Linked DNA regions of Mus musculus: region 2 is linked to region 1. The links are chromatin contacts, called in public Hi-C maps. All regions are on one chromosome and are shown on one strand. Each heading gives the region's core, a stretch centred on a gene start, on an enhancer-like site or on the middle of the called end of the contact. The rest is flanking DNA. Distances are from core to core; before and after follow the strand shown.

Region 1 (4,570 bases), core at 1,280-3,779:
GCTCCGGTTTGCTAGCATGCATATATAAATATATTCTATGTATATATAGCATGCATACATATATACACACACATATATATTCTATATATATATATATATATATATATATATATATACATACATACATACACACATATATAACTATGTATACAGAATCCTAAGCAAACTGTATTTAAAAAAAACTTTGTTCAAATGAAGGAGGCCAGTTATTCTTTGATGAGACATTGCTAAGTGTGCTGTAATACTATTATTTATCTCAGGATGCGGTATATTGTTGCAGATGCTAATATAGCAGACAAGGCTTTGCATTGGTGGAGGGGCTTTTGAGTGCCTGCAGAGAGGCAGTGCACGGGAGAACTGTAAAGTAAATTAGTCTCATCAGTTCATGTCAACTCAGCAAAGGATCATGAAGTGCAACCCCTCTCAGAGGCATGCTGGATGAACTCAGTGAGTCATGCAGGGCCGCAGCAGCTTGGCCTTGAAGAAGAGGGCAAATATTAAGGTTTGAGGTACTGTGGAGGGCACTGTGGGGGCTTATGCCTGGTTTGGGGTAGAAGAGATGTCTTAAACTGACCTTAAGAGATGTGTCATTTATGAGAGCTATATTAGCCAAAGGAAATAGCATGAGCAAATGTCAAAGGGCAAGGACGTCCATGCTACCCAGTGTGGCTGGAAGAAAGCACAGATATGGAGGCCAACACTTAGTGGGAGAATTTAGAGACATAAACTAGTGTTACCTTGTAGAGGGGCCTTGCATGCTGCTGGGAGAAATCTGTATTCCTTCATGAATTCAGCGAGGCACTGAGGGCACTTCCCACTCTCCCACTAGTTCTTAGATTATCTCTCAACTTGGCTTGTGCGTTATTCCTCACTGTCAGAGGATCAACATTTCCCATGAAAAGCTGTCTCCTCTGCAGTAGAGCTTCTTACCCTACTCAGAAATGAACCTCAACCGTTTCCCTCTGCATGTTTCCAGCATTTCTTGAAACAATCACTTTGAGGACTGTCAAATTATCCAGCTATTATCTAATTGGTGACAGTGGTTTAGTCCCTTTGCACCAAAGGACTGGCATCCTGCAAGCTTCTTTCTTTCAGACATTTGGTAGAGCATCACAGATGTTATGCTAGAGGTAAGATACAGTGTATCTACAATGGAAAGAAAAGGCCGGGACAAAAGATAAGTTGAATAGTCAAAGATGAGTTATCACCATCAGGAAGAGCAAACTATAGCACCTGATTAGACTGAATAACGGTGATGACATTGACTTTGTAGTTGTAGTGAATCTGTTTAAACTTTTTCATAAGTGTAATGAATGAAAATTATGAAGCATTGATTAAAAAAAAATACAGCTTTCTCTTGGTGTGCTTTTCTGGAAACTCACCTTACCTTCCTGCCTGCTTTGTGCTCTGGTGGGTTCTCTCTTCCTTCCAGAACTACCCCTCCCCCTCCCCCTCCCCCTCCCCCTCCCCCTCCCTCCCTCCCTCCCTCCCTCCCTCCCTCCCTCCCTCCCTCCCTCCTTCTCTGGGCTTTTCTTACTTTGCAAATTTCTTGACAGGTTTACTTCTTATACCAGTTTACCTGAATTTATCGAAGGCAAGAGTCACTCATAAGTGCAACCCCTTTTAGCAAGCAGGTAAAAAGGCAGAGCCTTTGTGGTAGAAGGAGAGAACTGACTCCCCCAAATTGTCTCCTGATGTCCACGTGTACTTCTCCACACTGCACAGAATAAACAACAAACAAACAAACAAACAAAACCCATGTAACTAAAAATTAGAAAAGAAAATCAGAAATACTTGAGAGCAATGTTGAAAAGTCTTTTAGATTACTGAGCCATGGACTCAGGATGTGGGCAGTGGGGAGCTCCTACTACGCCTGCCTCTTGCAGTCCTGGGAGATTTTTTTATGCTTCTCCTAGGAGAAGAAAGATTACAAAGTAGGTCGTATTTTTAATTCTCTGTATTGTGCGTTAGGGAGTGAAATAGTTTCTCTCACTAAGCGATAAGGATTACTAGTTTTCAAAACCACAGTTTTAAAAACAGAGTGTATGCACCCTTGTAAATCATGTAGCAACTGACAAAACATACTGATAAGTGCAAAAATGAACTGGTATCTTAACTACCATGCAAGGAATGTGGGCATATGCTGATGAAGGTGTCTGAATCCCACCGAATTCATGGAGCTTCCTATTAATTCTCTAGTAATGCAACAGAAACAAAAATCCAGGCCTGCTTCTATTTATTTTCCTACCCAGCTGGGTATTTGCAAAGGTTGGACCTCTCAAGCTCTACCCTGCCCAGTGAGCTCCTGTACTCCCTTGTCTTCTGGGCAGATTTTGTGTGCTGGCTGCATGGGCAGGACATGGGTCTCTGGAACAGACACATAGGGATTAGCTGAGCTCCCCTGGAGTCCCTGGGCCCTTGGGTCGTGGAAAGAGTGGTGCCCTGGTGTGTCTGTGACCTCTACTAGTGAAGTGCTGCACAGCTCACTGATAGCACTCCCAGCAGCCTGACTGACTGGTTATTCTGGTCAGGAGAAAATAGCACCGACATCACGTGATCCTGGCAAAGTAGACCACATTGGAACTTAGCCTTTGAATACCCAAGGGGCTGGCAGCAATCTCAGGGGTTGGCTGGGAGCCCCATTGAGTTCACTAGTAATCAGTTGACTGCAGAGCTGGACAAGCTGCTCCCGTTTTTTTTTTTTTCTGACAAGCTCCGTCTAAAAGAATGATGGGCAGTTTGCCATTAGGATTTTTTAGCAGAGTTGCTAATGATTAACTCTTTAGCTACGACACATACATCATGCCTCTCCTTATGTGTTGGCATGCAGTTAGATAAAACTTTGGAGGCAAGATTCTAATTCCTCCTGCAACCACTGTACCAGGAATTCCTCTCTTACACAACATACACCCAACGGCGAGGAAAAACACCCCATAGAGCCCTTTATATGCAGATTTCAAAGGAATGCCAGTAGACTGGTTTTCCTTGAAGTTTCTAATTTGTTGCTTTTAAACAAAATGCTATAATCTTTAATCACCTTAAATGTCATGCGCTACACCTCAGGCATACCTAGGGAATAGATATCACCTGCAAGAAAACTTTGGAAAGCTTTGGCATTTAATATTTGTTCATGATTTTATAAACACATTCATATTCTCTCGTCCAAATCCTGTGATAAGTATTATATCTCAGCAAAGAAGTATTTGTAGTCAGTTACCATAAGTCCAGAGAAGCAGATTCTTCTTGATCAGGCAGAATTCCCCACGGATTGATAGGCTTTTTACTAGAAAAGAGGTGATTTTGTAGTAACCTTTATCCTGTTCTCTACGTGCATCAAATAAAGTCCTGTTCCTGGGGTTGCACGTCTTACGTGGTGTAATTCAGCAAACGTGGCATGTTCACTCTTGTTTTTTGTAGGAAGTTTTTTCTAAGACATATATTCTCTTTTCAACAGAAGCTCTTACAGGTGACTGGTACCACTCCCCTGGGAGCAGGTTGACTACAGCAGGCGTGATGTCTTGTCAGTGGATTTCAGAGTTAGTTTACCAGAACATTGCAAAGCCAAATAGAGCCTAAATAATGCCGGGCACTAACACAAACACCTGCATAGTTTTTTCTCTGAGCTAACATCATTTTTGAAGCATATAACAATCCACTGAAGTTTCCTGGAAAAATGCTGCCTTTGGCTTATTCTAACTTCCTTTATTTCCCTCTGTGTATTTCAGGTGCTGTTTAGACATTGAAAGGTATCAGTTTTGTTTTGTTTTGGTTTTGCTGGCATTGGGTTATTTGTTAATTCTAGGTGTCAGAGATTGAAGCTAAGCAGGGAGAACTGAGAAAGGCGTCTCCCTTGGATGTGATTTAATGTCCAGCTTACCCTTGGGCACTGAGTACTGTAAAGCCAGCGCTTTCTCTGCTGCCATTGCCAGTGCTTCTTTGGCTCTCAATTTATGCTATCCCTATTGTTACCTTCCCTCTCACTCACTCTTCTTACTGGGGGTCAAGCTTCATGGTTGTAAACTATCAGCTGAGTAACCTGGGAGGTTACATGTTCTCTTTCCCCGTAGTTCCAGTCAAGTTGTCTAGGGTACCTGTCATTGGTTACTTCTGAACCAATCTCTAAATGATGGGTCCTTCATTGGTAGCACCTGGTCTCCTGTTCTGAGAGTAGAAGACGAACCCAGGACATGCAAACTAGGTGCTTGGAGTGAGTCAACAAATACATCTCCCCAGAGGGAAATTCTTACTTTTGATTACAAGAAAGTAGTGGACTTTATCCAAACAACACCTTAACAGGCAAACCAACTAACCAGATCCACTATAGATGAAAAGGATTACAGTTTATCAAGATGCTACTTTTTACTTTAGCAGGAGTGAAATTGGTAATGAGATGACATTCAGGCTCACAGAGTACCTTAGACAGTATGACATGCCATGGGACACGTATGTTTTTATTTTGGACCTTCAGAGTAATCCTATGAGATAAGCATTTAAATCCTCCTTTTATGAAATAGGAGGCTGGCATCTGGTGAAATGGAATCACTTCTTTGCAGTCACTAAGGAGTGGGGA
Region 2 (4,570 bases), core at 1,118-3,617, 150 kb before region 1:
GCTCTGGGCTGAAACTGGATTGCTGTAACTTCTAAGAATGGATTGCCATATCAACCAGGAAACTGGCCAACTAGCTGTGAGACATAGCCGTTGTTGAAATTGTAGATGATAACAAAACTATCCTAAAAAGCAAGATAATGAATATTCAAAACTCGCTTGATAGTTGTTTGAGTTTTCAGGTTATTTGCCTCTGTTGGCTGTAGTGACCCCACGGTTTCAGCAGCCTAAAGCCTAAAGCTGTCAAATGCAGCAGCATGTGCTGTGTTTCCGCACACATCTTCCTTGAACTTGAACCACACCGGCAAGTGTTGTGGGACAGACAGTAAGTAGTGTTCAAGCAGCTTGCCTTGGTGTCTGTGAACTCGTGCATGCTGTGTGTTTGTTGCAGACAGACACACTGAGGACTGCTGATCCCCTCCTAGAGTCTACCTCTGTTCTTCTCTCCAGGGCTCTTGAGAATTTTATTCTACTCTCTCTACTAATAAAATACCTACTTGTTTTATGTTGAACATGTGACCATCCAAATTAAAGGCTTCTTTTAAAAATGAGGTTTCTAAATTTCCTATTAATAAAATTAATAAATTATGACCAAGAAAAGTGAATGTAAGTAACTATGGAACAGCATCAAGGAGCCAATCTTCCAATTAGAGTTTGGGAACTTTGTTCCTTCTTTTATCTACCTTATCTATTATGGTCCTTGAAACTTGGATGTGATAGCTAGGCATGTAGCTGCCCACACTGAACTATGGAGAAGGAACTTATAGTCTATGAATAGTGAATGGAAATTTAAGCAGAGGGGAAAAAAATCAGTTATGCTTAACGCCGAAAAGGTAAAACTGGCTGAAACCGCTACAGTTTAGAAAGAGAAGGAAGATAACTGGATTCCGATTCTGAAGGTCTTTAGAGCTTGATATCGACTCCAAACGATCTTTTCATTCCAAACTCATGAGACTTTGATACAGTGGCTTACTATTTTGGATCTATGGAAAATTCCACCCCTCTTTTTGGCCAACTGAATCTTTAAAATGATTCAAGGGTTAATATGGTCGCCTCTTCCTTGAGCAACACTAAAACTATGTGGTCTACAAGAGCATCCCCAAAGTAAAGCTTCTACAGGTCCATGTTCTACAAGTTAATGTTTTCTTGTGCAGATATACTTACATCACGGGCTTTATGGAATGTTTGACATCCTAATGTCATCCCTGGGTATGAAGTTTTCTATACAGTCATCTGTTACTCCCATCTTAAAAGACACTAAACTCTTTTTTCTGTTTACATGTCTATATTGATTGTGATTAGTGTTGTTCTTGGGGAGGGAGACTAAGCACATACACATGTGTTTTCTTCCCAGTGTTTCTGTTGCTCATTAAGTTCTGAGTTCACACGTCTCTCATCACACATCAGTTGTATAATATTCTGAGTAATCAGTTAACAGGAGGCAACAATCTCATCTGGATTCTATTGTTGACTCAGATGGAGGTTGAAACTGTTGTCCTACTGTTATCTGTTTATAAAAAAGTGTGATACAGTTACATGTCAGATATTATACTAGGAGGAAAAAAATTAAATTTTACAACTAAAACATGAGGCAAAAGTTTTTGTTGCAATCCAGAAAATTTAATTCTAGTAAAACAGAAAATAAATACATTAAGAGGATACTTGAGAGTCCGTAGGTCCATCTTCTACCCAGATATATCAACCAAGAAATTTTAGAGGCTTAAAAGAATGTTTCTCATGCAAGATCATTTGGTGTTAGAGGGAAAAGATGTGAGGTCGTGCTTCACGAACACCTTGAGGAAGTCAGCTGGCACGGGCAAGGTGTTCTCACATGATTATCAGGACCTCCTCTAGCCTCAACATTCTGTAAGCACACAGGGCTAACGGGTAGATGAAGACGCTGGCTTACCTTAGTAATTCCTCAGACAGAGACATATATTCAGTGGCAAACAGAGAGGACAGGCACTGGCTTTTAAAGATGTTATGCCTCACTGATCTGAGAAACCCTTTTTGTTGGAATGAGGAGGCCCCGCCTTGTGGAAGAAACTCTTTTGTCTATTGTTCTACATGGCAGCCAGGGCCACCACGTAGAAGGTTTCTGGACCTTACCATTTTAGCCACTTCTAACTTGAAGAGGGGAACCAAAGGCCTTCCCTGGAGAATGTGTGGTCTTCAAAGCCCACCTCTTACTGATAATCTTGGGCTAAAGCTTATTGCTGTGGTGACCACGCTTATAGATTCCCTGGCTGTACAATTCTGCCACAAGCCTGATAGACTTCTAATCGATTTGCTTGCAGTCTGCTTCTTCCTGGTTAAAACTCTCCAGTATGAGTCATGTTTTCTTTCCGTCCTCACCCCTGCTCCATTTCCTCATTGCCTTGGGGGCCATCTAGCTTAGACTGAGAGGAGCTTCACTCCTGATATGATCTTATATGCAAAGCTGAGTCTCATTCAATCATATTCCTTACTATCTGGGTTTTAGAAGCAGTCAAATCTCCCAGCTTTTCAACACCTCTCGTTTCTGGTGTTCAGTTTTATTTTTGCTTGAAAAGAAGCCAGCTCTTGCCTCAGTTCATCTGCCCTTTTGTGAATTGCCACCAGCGTTCTGGTTTCTAACCCTTTCCCCTAGAGCTAAGGAACCAGCATGCACCTGGTCTATCTTCTTAAGTGTATCAAGGGGCAACATCATCAAAGGATTATGCCACTGCCTAACTTATCTTCATCTTCCCAGCCTCCAAAGTCCATTCCACCGCTGTTCCTGCCCTTGTCGCTGAACCATGCTATATACATTTTGAGTTTGTGATATGGCAATATTCCAGCTAGAGTTGGGGCAACTTTAGCTGCTACGAAGATAAACTCTGAAATCTCAACAGCATAATACCACAGGCTTATTTCTTAGTCCCTGAAATCTGATTAGTGAAGAGGCTCAGCTCCCTGCAGCCATCGAGGAACTAGGCTGATGAAAGCCATGCCATCCTCACCATGTGACTTCTAGCTTATACTGCAGTACCAGTCAGCTCATAGATGGAGGGGAAGAGATTATACGCTGGCTGCTGAGAGGTTTCCAAGGCTTAAACTTGGAAGTAGAATATGTTCCTTTGACCTATGACCTACTAAATAGCTTTCAGTAGAAGACAGAAGAATCAGTGTCCAAGAATAAAAGTATAGCTGGGTCCAAGAGGAAAAGAAAAATGATTGAGAAATGTTGAGTCTCATTTCTTAAATTTTCTGAATCTTCATCGTTGATAAAATACATTCTAAATTTTCCTGTGATAATTACAAATGGTTTTTATCTAAAGGGATTCATGATCTTGGTCCATCTATTTACAATGTTCGTCCTTAGGTGTTCCTTTTCTCTTAGGCTCACAGGCTGGAATAAGCCTCATGGAAACCTGTGGTTATCTCATTGCTTGGTAGAAATTTCCTTCTGAGACTGAATAGTGACATCTATTTGACAGAGAGATTTGCCTTTGTAATAAGACACTTTAGGTGACACTGAAATTACATGACAGTTTTAAAAGACAGCCAGCTATTACAAGGCAAAATGTTGAATCCTTTCCTCTCTGGAGGACAGGTCCTTTTATTGGTTTCATACTAATAAGAAAAAGTGTGATATGCAGAAAGCTGCCTACAATTTTGTTCTTATGTAGATGAGGTTAAAGAGTATGTGTCCAAGGCAATCTTTAGAAGGAGGGTGGGATGGGAAAGGGGAGGAGAGGGAAGAGAAGAGGGCAGAGCTATGGAGGAGGAAAAGAGGGAGGAGGAAGGGGAGAGAGAAGGGGATTTCTCTTTCTGGTCCAACTTAGATTTAGGTTAATTCTTTGAATTCTAAATGAGCCTACAATTTACAAAGTAGGGATGTTAGGCCTTCTCTCTCTCTCTCTCTCTCTCTCTCTCTCTCTCTCTCTCACACACACACACACACACACACACACACACACACAGTGCCCTACATCTTCCATCACTGGGAGCACTGCCACCTGGCAGGGGTAACGTTCACTGCCTGAAGAGGCTGGCTGGAAACCATCGCCTAGTTCTTAAAGAAACAAGGCTGTATTTTTAACAGAGCTTATCTCCCCTGCCCGAGAAGAGGGGCACCCTGTCTGCATTATATCATGGCCACAGATGCTGGGATCCCCAGAATGTACATCTGGGTGATTCCACACCTCCATTAAAAAGAGGACCTCAGACACGTGTATAAGAAAAAGACAAAGGGAATAATTCTGCTCAATGTAGAAATGGTCAGTCGATATACACCTCCTAAACAGTGCTAAGTAAGACAGAAGCTGTTACTTACAATGCTCCTGTCCAGACTGGGCTCCAGAGTCTTTCTGGCCTTAGCAATGTCTTTTGTTTAGGCACTGAAAAACTGTAAGTTGATAACCTTTTCTTATGGATGACATAAAGAATAACACAAAATGGAAGGGGAAAAGGAAGGGAAAAATAAAGGAAGGAAGGAAGGAAGGAAGGAAGGAAGGAAGGAAGGAAGGAAGGGATTTTCTAGCACGTTTTTGGCATCTAATGTTTTGTTCCAAGACTAATGTGCCATGCCATCTGCCAAGTTACCATGTCT

What was found. A called contact is a pair of places that touch in the nucleus more often than the background predicts.
Region 2: a Hi-C map of uterus shows a contact between it and region 1, with 4 times the contacts expected there. The contact joins two enhancer-like sites. A contact is called at or near these places in 7 of 484 Hi-C or Micro-C datasets (the N1E-115 cell line, colorectal tumor organoids, embryonic fibroblasts and 3 more) and 2 of 115 datasets of contacts at active chromatin or transcription factors (fibro-adipogenic progenitors and pancreatic cancer cells).

The regions. Positions count from the first base shown.
Region 1 is chr4:82,445,455-82,450,024 of GRCm38.p6, reverse strand. The region is part of intron 2 of Nfib (nuclear factor I/B); the gene reads left to right. Among named protein-coding and RNA genes, the nearest start is that of Nfib, 58 kb to the left of the region's middle. Within about 2 kb of position 2,529, at least 115 of the 459 cell types and tissues checked have an H3K27ac peak or open chromatin away from gene starts, as enhancers often do. A contact at or near this core is called in colorectal tumor organoids and uterus, where this site is marked.
Region 2 is chr4:82,592,263-82,596,832 of GRCm38.p6, reverse strand. No RefSeq gene overlaps it. Among named protein-coding and RNA genes, the nearest start is that of Gm11267, 6.3 kb to the right of the region's middle. Within about 2 kb of position 2,367, at least 30 of the 459 cell types and tissues checked have an H3K27ac peak or open chromatin away from gene starts, as enhancers often do. A contact at or near this core is called in colorectal tumor organoids and uterus, where this site is marked.